Regions from separate parts of the Gossypium arboreum genome. Here region 2 is linked to region 1. A link is a contact called in public Hi-C data. All regions are on one chromosome and are shown on one strand. The core of a region is the stretch at or near the end of the contact, and the rest is flanking DNA. Distances in the headings are between cores, read along the strand shown.

Region 1 (3,930 bases), core at 1,264-3,763:
TAGAAAATTTTATCAAATATGTTAACTTTGTAAAAAAAAGTGGTTTTTTATCAGCTTTATATCAAGGTTAATTTTCCACAACCACTAAATTGTTTCTTTAAAAACATTGTACCTGGAGCAAGAGTTTACTAAGAGCGCAGTTTAGAAAAGTTACTTAGGCAATTTGGTGATAGCACATCCAAGGAAGATATAAACAGTTAATAACACATCCTATGATACATGAATGCTAAGCCAAGTCTCTTTATATGTCAAGCTCAAGCGGTGGGTGGATACAAGTTCCTTAAACAAAAAATGAACCTATGGTAATTTAGGATGTTAGAGAGAAATATATGGTGTTCAACAAAAGGACTATCACTAAAGAGCTTTCCAAACAAGGTAAGATCATTGCAAAGGAGCGACTTTCAAGTGATGACAAAAGAACTAGATTCTTATATGATAGATGACATGCTATAGCAGGAAACATGCTTGGTCTGGCAGCCAGAGCCCACGGTGTAATCAATAATTAGCCCTTTATGTGCAAGAATATATTCTTTTAGAGAAACAAGAAATCTTACTTCATCTAACAAGAAACTGGACATGTATTACTGTGAATTCCTATTTTTAATTTCACAAACAAACCGTTGCCAATCTATCCACACGTAGTGAAGAAGAAAACAATTAGATTTGCCTTGCATCACAATCAACACACCCTGGATCAAACAAGAAGTTGAGCCCAAATCCAAGCTACTGAGATGCGCAAAGCTCCACCTGCACACTCCACAGTAAAATAGTTTAGCACAAAAGAATTAGTACTTCTCTGAAGAATTCGGAGGATGCAAGTTCAACAGAAGGCATGAATCAAGAGAAACAACCTCTGTAATGGAAACTTGGGTGAAGCAGTGCAGAAAGAAAGAAGCCACTCAATCTAGTCCCCATAGATTTCTGAGAGGAAAAGTATCCATTTCTCTCACACTTGTTATTTTTTTTTTTTGGTTTTCCCCATTATACAATACTGAACCATTACAAGAAAAAACAAAGCCATCCTGTGTCTCAGGAATCCTACTCTTTTTCATCTTGCTCTCAAAGTTTAAAACTTTACTGGCCCGATCCTTGGGAGTCATCCTTAGCAGGGGTTTGTTGCTGGCGCTGATGCTGATGTTGGGGTTGCATCCGAGCTTGCTCCATCTGCTGATAAATCTGGTCCAAAGCATGAGGATTTAAGACCCCAATATGACCATCTTGAGATAACCCAAGTTCCAAACCCGGGAGCTGCTGATTAGCTCCGCCCAAGATTGAGGTGAAACTTATCTGACCCATGTTACTAGCTGGCAAGTCAAAACCTGGAAACCCAAGCTTTTGCAGATAATTGGAACTATCACTGCCAAAATTTGTTGTAGACGGACCAGATGATGACTGAAACCCAAAACCACTGACTGGTGGCCATAACCCGGTCGCCACATGATGGGGTCTTCCCAAATTGCCACCAACCATTGTCCAACTGGTCCTACTGCTCCCTGATCCTATACTGGACCCCCCTAAATCTTCCATCTTTTGGTGCAACCCTGCTGATAGAGAGGCCCCTGGCTGTGAAACTGAGCCCCAAGCTGCAGCCAAAGCTGATGCTGGAATTGTTCCGCTCCCAGTGGCGGCAATTATTGATGGTTCAGCTTGTTGTAACAGCCACTGTATTGTTTCCCCATCAGACTTGTGACCCAATTCCCTGGTCAACTGAAAGATTCTAGCAGCACATAAAGCAGGCATCCTTATCCTTCTACCTCTTCCTTCAACTTTGGTGTGCCTGTCTTTGTTAGAACTTCTCTTTGGGGCCAACTGTTGCTTCTTCCCTTCTCCTTTATCTGCAACCACAATCTGGAAATCCTTGATTTCTGCTTCTTTATTCTCTCCCATGTTTTGAGGCTGTTGCTGTTGGGGTTGGGGTGGCAGGCTCAACAAGTTGGCTACTTCCTCTGGAGGCTGCTTGGCGCCCTTGGGATCCATAAACAGGTAAAAAATGGGTGGGGGGTGTGGGGGCAAATTAAAAGAACAAAAAAAAAAAAAAATATATATATATATATAAAGAGGAGTCCTCTTTGATTGAAGAAGGTGACCTGAAAAGTCCTAGACTTTGATGAGTTTTCACTGTTCTCTGACAAGGAATGTGAAGACAAACTATGATAATTATAATATTGAAATCCCAAAGCCCACACACCCGAAATGTCAAAATTTTTATTCTTGGTTTTCACAAGATGTCATTTTTCTTTCTTTTCTCTCTCCATTGCTCATGTATGAATGCATGAGCCTTTCCTTTCTTCGTCACTTCCCCTTTTTCTCACTGCAGTGAAGGGGGCTTTTGACTAACATTTCTGATATGATAGCTACTTTAACTGCCATTTTCACCTGAAGACACTAATTCGCACAGAATATATCATTTACAATACTTATTATTATAAATTACAATTTCAAAATTATAAATAAGATATTCACGCATCCCCATATAACCATATGTAATATCCATAGATTGATGGATTTCTTCCTTTCTCTTCATCACACCTTCACCCTACATTATAATAAAAGCAATATAATAAGGGTAAATTTTTATTTATTTTATAAATAATTTTAAAAATTTATATTTATTTTTTAAATATTTATTTTGAATGTTTCATTATATTTTTACGATACTTGTCAATCACTTGTTTAGTAACGAAGCTAGAACAATTTTTAGGGGCAAAATAATTTTAATTTTTATAGTCTATATATTTATAATTTTAAAAATTAAATTAAATTTTATAATTTTAAAGAAGAAAAGTGTAATTTTACCTTTATTAATTTAAAATTTTAAAAAATTAGAAGGCCTAAATAATAATTTTCTATTTTAAGAGGAAGGGCCTATGCCGATACGAGATTCGCCTCTGCACCTATTTGTGAAGTTTTAAAACTCAATAGTATATTAAATAATTTTTATATAATATGGATAATTAATTTTAATAATATCTATGTGGTATTATAAAATAAATAAAATAAATAATGATTTAATGATATCACGTTTACATGGTTAAAACTAATTATCTATGTATTTATTATTAATATGAATTTTAAAATATAAATCAATATAATAATATCAATAAAAAGGAATGTAATATTTTTTTATTTTAATTTTCTATAACAATTTAAACTTGAATTATTTAAAATATAAATATTATATTTTAAAGAAATAAATATTATATTTCAATCAAAATAATGATTATGATTTTTTTGGTATAACTACATGTGTTTTGATTTATTTTACAAAGTGAGATTAATCTTGATCGGGCAAAGTGATATTCAAGTAAAGCCTTTTCAAGGATGTCGACTCCAAAATTCAATTTAGTCCACTTCTTCCAACCACTTATTGATTTTATAATTATGTTATTAATTTGTTATAAAATATTATTATTTACTTCTATACTATATATTAGTTGAGAATTAATTATGACTTAGCATATTAAGAAAAATTTAAATCTAAAATGTATAACTTAGTAAATTAACTTATTATTTTTTATATTATAAAGCTTGAAGTATAATTTCACTTTGATAATATAAAAATAATTTATTCATATACTATCAATAATGTACTATTATAACATCTTTTCTACTATTTTTTAGCTACTATTAGTATTACTACTTCTATAAATCATTTATTGATATGTTATTATCATATAGTTATAAAGTTTATTGAATGTATTAGACACTCCCAAACACATGGAAGTACCAATTACTAACTTCCCTCCTCTACACATCTCATAAGGTGTCATTTTAGTCTTTGGCCTCTACAAGACTATTAATCATATGGTAAGTTATATCAATAGCTTCTACCTAAAACCTGTGAGAAATTCCCATGGCACTTAGCATAACACGAGCAATATCCTAAATTGTCCTATTGTTACTCTTAATAATCTCGTTCTGTTATGGAGT
Region 2 (4,140 bases), core at 1,076-3,575, 150 kb after region 1:
TGTTGCTCAATATTCTTTAAAAAAGGTGTTGAAAAATAATCATTTTCCTCTGATCTAAATATGCCAACAAAATTAAGTAAGTCTCAACTCACTGTGCAACTGAAAACACTATCAAAGTTGAGTTAAGACCTCAACCGAGCATAAAATTCTTTTATTGTTATTTTCTTTATCCACAAATCTCAAACTTAAAATATTATTTACAATATATTTTGGTTCTTGCAAAGGACTTGATTGTCTGTTTGGATGGTAACCTTTCTAACCCTTTGAGGTCATCCTTCTGATACATTATTAAAAAATAAAGTTAAAAATTTTGTAAAAATGAAATTAATCATGGGAACCCTCAAACGTCAAAATCTGCCCAAAAAAAAAAATGAATACATTTGTTGAATTTAGTGATCCTGCACTACATAAGTGGGTCCCTAGTCAAGTGTTGCTCAGTTCTGACAATTCAAAATTCACATCAAACATGCAGTGATACCTCATCAAATATGATATTTCTCTAGAAATTGACACTTGAAGACTCATCAACTTGTTCACAAAAATTGTATAAAGGAGGACGATGATTTGCACATTTCTTAAAACACCCTTTTCATTTTTTTACACAATGTCATTTTGAGCACATAGGATCCTCAAACATAAACTTTGGGGGTTAAGAAAATAGAGAAAATTAAACGGAATGATTATTTGAAAAATATTCTTTTAATAAAATGAAAGAGGGAATGCTTAAGTTGGTTTAGCTTACTTGCATTTCTAAAGTTTAATAAGGTAAGGGAAAGTAAAACACACTTGTTAAAGTCTCTAAATTCTTAGATTTAGTGGATGCGAATTACAGCTTGAGAAAAAAGACTATGGTGTCCAATTTCATTTCTTAAATAGTTAACTGTAAGAATATTTTTTTATTTCTTGCTTTGAAAGCGATTTGTTCCATATCTGGTGTCCATTATTTTATTAATATATTTAGCCTATATGATTGAATAGAAAACTCCCAACTTTATATCTTAATCCTTTTAAAACTTGATCACGATAGCTAAACCAAATGTAGTGATGTTATTGTAATTGGTATATTACAATTTCACAGCAACTTGAAAATAATAATGATATGGTGAATATTTTCCATTTAAATCTTTAATTCAAACCAATCACGAGTTCTATCCTTATACAAGTCACCCGAATTAGACTGCAAAACTGAAATCTAATATCTCCCCATCTTTTATTTCTCAAGTTGAATCAAATCATGCAGTGATCATAAATCTAACAACTGTATTTCCTTTCTTTGGTCAACAAAATCTAACCACTTTTGCTTCATATGGGGCAAGATATGAATTCTTTTGTTAAGGTAATTGGTCCAAGCTCACTTTTACTTTCCGGTTGGCATGGCATAATTTTTGGGACCCTTTTTCGCTATTGAATTTCAACAATGATTATATCAGAAGAAGAATAACTTATATTTCAACTAGTGTCTAATTTAATTAAATCATGCAATCTATTGTTTTTAAACAAAAAAAAAAACAGAATAAGTTGTATTTAAGCTTAAATCACTTCATGTCCATGATAATGACTTACATGGTATCTGTATCACAAAACTTTGTCTTTATTCGTATGAATATGAATATATAATCCATGCAATTCTTGGTCACCATATTGGGGATATCATTGCATCACATACAAATCCCCTTTTAGTTAGTTTTCTCCCTTTTCTTTAATCATTCTCCCAAACTTGATTATTAAGCAACTTGAGGATGGTTTTGGGATGGATCATTGAAGAAATGAGGGCATATATAGATATATTTATTTATTATTTACTTCTCCTTTTTACTGTGTACATACTTTTTTTTTCTTTTTCTTTTTTAAGGTATGGCCTGTCGACTTACTACAAACTCATTTAGTATTATTATTGTTACAGTAATTTAAAAATAGTGAGTTCAAATTCACTTAAATGTGTTTAAACTCTTAGGATTTGAGGTTTATAGGTTTAGGAGATGTATCCAAAAAAAAAACCTTATAATTTTGTTAGGTCAAGTTTTACAAAAGATTCTTGTACTATGTTTTTCTCTCTCTTTTTTTTTTTGTAAATTTAATTCATTTACTATAATTTGATACTTTCTAATCTCTCTACTTTTTAAAATATGTAATTTTAGTCCTAAAGCTAATATTTACTGTTAATTCTTTTAAAATGTAAATAAGTTTTTCATTTGTACAAAAAATAATAATGTATATATGTAAAACCACTGCATTTAAAAAACACAACTACATTAAATTATTTTATCAAATTTGCATCCGAATCGAAAATGTGTATTTAAAAGTAAGAGAAAAAAATGAAAACTATAGTAGAGAGATTAAATTTGCCAAAAAGAAATTTCAGTCTACAATATAATTTTATAGAATTTGAGCACTTCGTTTAGATGTGGAGAAGAGCAATTCCTTTGGGTTGTGAAGATAACTATGGTTAGAATGGGTATATGTCTATGTTAGAGATTGCATTGCTTGTCAGACGTGCTTCCTATCATGTAGACAAAGGGGACCTCCCCTCTTTGAAAGCTTAGCTTAACTGTGGAAAGAAAATTATCAAAGGCAACCTCACATGAATTCAAACATTGAATGGTAAGGTAAAACATCTAATTTTTTATTTCTTTATTATTATCTTTTAACACTTAATGTTCCTATTAAGAATTGTGATTAGCTTGGATCTTTCTTTGTTTTTTTAATAATTTTCCATTCCTACTCCAATCCTTATCAAAAGTTTTGTTTCTTCCCCCCATTTGAATGCCAAGCTCTCACCAACATAGCAATTCGTTTTGGTAAATAATTCCAAGGCCTAATAATTCGAAAGCAAATAAACAAACATTTATAGCTATTTGGCTGGCATGCAATGCATACAAAGTGTAATTGTTTATTGTCTTTTTTTAAGCATTTAGCAAAGGCATGATGATCTAAATTGGAAATTATATACCCATAGTAGCAAACTTTCAAGTGAAAGTTGATAGGCCTCTAGCTAGTTTATTTCTTCATCGAATTAATATTTCTTGTACAATACTACTGTTAAGTTGTACAATACTGCAACTTGGTGCTGGGTTGTTCATCAACGTGAAAGAAAGTTGCAGCACATAATTAGAATTGGAGAGAGACCCACCAATTGATGAGCACCAAAAAAGCCAGAATCTCTTACCAAATGCCTCTTTTTGATAAGATATACATGGACCTAACCATTATCCTTGCATACCATCTACACGTTTGAGCAATATATCAACTATCTCTTTCTCTTTTGATTTTATATTTTGTTTTTTTCTCTACAAAAGACAGCAATTTAAAAGATAAAAGCAAAAGGTTGAAGATATTACTTATTAAAATAATTGTATAAATTAGTTTTTAATTTTTCTTTCATTTTTTTTCTTTGTTCTTTACTACTACCAATTATTTCATTTTGAAACAATGTCATATTGGTTGCATATACATAAATTCCATTGATCTGATGGGTAAAGGAAAAAAAATTGAATGAAAGATGAGATTGGACGAGTTGTGAAAATTGATTATAATGCAGAAAATGGATCGCGGGGCCACTTTGTGAGAATGACAATCTATGTGAATCGGGAAGTTTGGTCGAAGCCAAAGATCATAATTGATGGCACTCTCCAAAGAGTGGAATATGAGGCTTTACCAAACGTTTGCTTTGGATGTGGTAGATACGATCATGTCCAAGACGTTTGTCCGTCGTTAGGGGGCCGTGATAAGGGAAGAGAAGATGATTCACGGAAGAATTTTGATACGGTAGAGTTGAACTAGAGAGTAGAGAAGTTTGGGTCTTGGATGCTTGTGGGAAGGAAGCAAAGACAAAAAGCTCGTAATGGAAGAGAGTAAAACACATGATTAGATGCCGAAATTTCATGAGTCAAGATTTTCAGTTTTAGTTAGAACCCAAAATCAGGGAGCAATTGAAGAAGTCGCCGATCACGAAAAAAAATCTCAAGTTTTAATGCAAAAAGATAGTAACGTCACTAGTGTGAACGCATGTTTCGCTTTTAAGGGAAAGCCAGATGGGTTAAGCAAGAAACTAGGAGATCGGGCCAAAGGGAAAGGGGTATTATTTAGTGGGCCAAAGAAACCTGTTATGGTCCTTATGCCTATGAATATTAATAGGGCTAA

What was found. A called contact is a pair of places that touch in the nucleus more often than the background predicts.
Region 2: a contact with region 1 is called in a Hi-C map of leaf, with 3 times the contacts expected there. The contact joins the enhancer-like site here to the promoter of LOC108467678 in region 1. A contact is called at or near these places in 2 of 5 Hi-C or Micro-C datasets (both in leaf).

What each region holds. Positions count from the first base shown.
Region 1 is chr4:22,706,851-22,710,780 of ASM2569848v2, forward strand. LOC108467678 (transcription factor TCP20-like) reads right to left here and starts at 2,514. Exons shown (of 2, transcript XM_017768411.2): 1 at 852-2,514; 2 at 528-747. The coding sequence starts at 1,977. The coding sequence ends at 1,075.
Region 2 is chr4:22,857,261-22,861,400 of ASM2569848v2, forward strand. No RefSeq gene overlaps it. Among protein-coding and RNA genes, the nearest start is that of LOC128291934, 49 kb to the right of the region's middle. Within about 2 kb of position 2,326, at least 2 of the 2 cell types and tissues checked have an H3K27ac peak or open chromatin away from gene starts, as enhancers often do. A contact at or near this core is called in leaf, where this site is marked.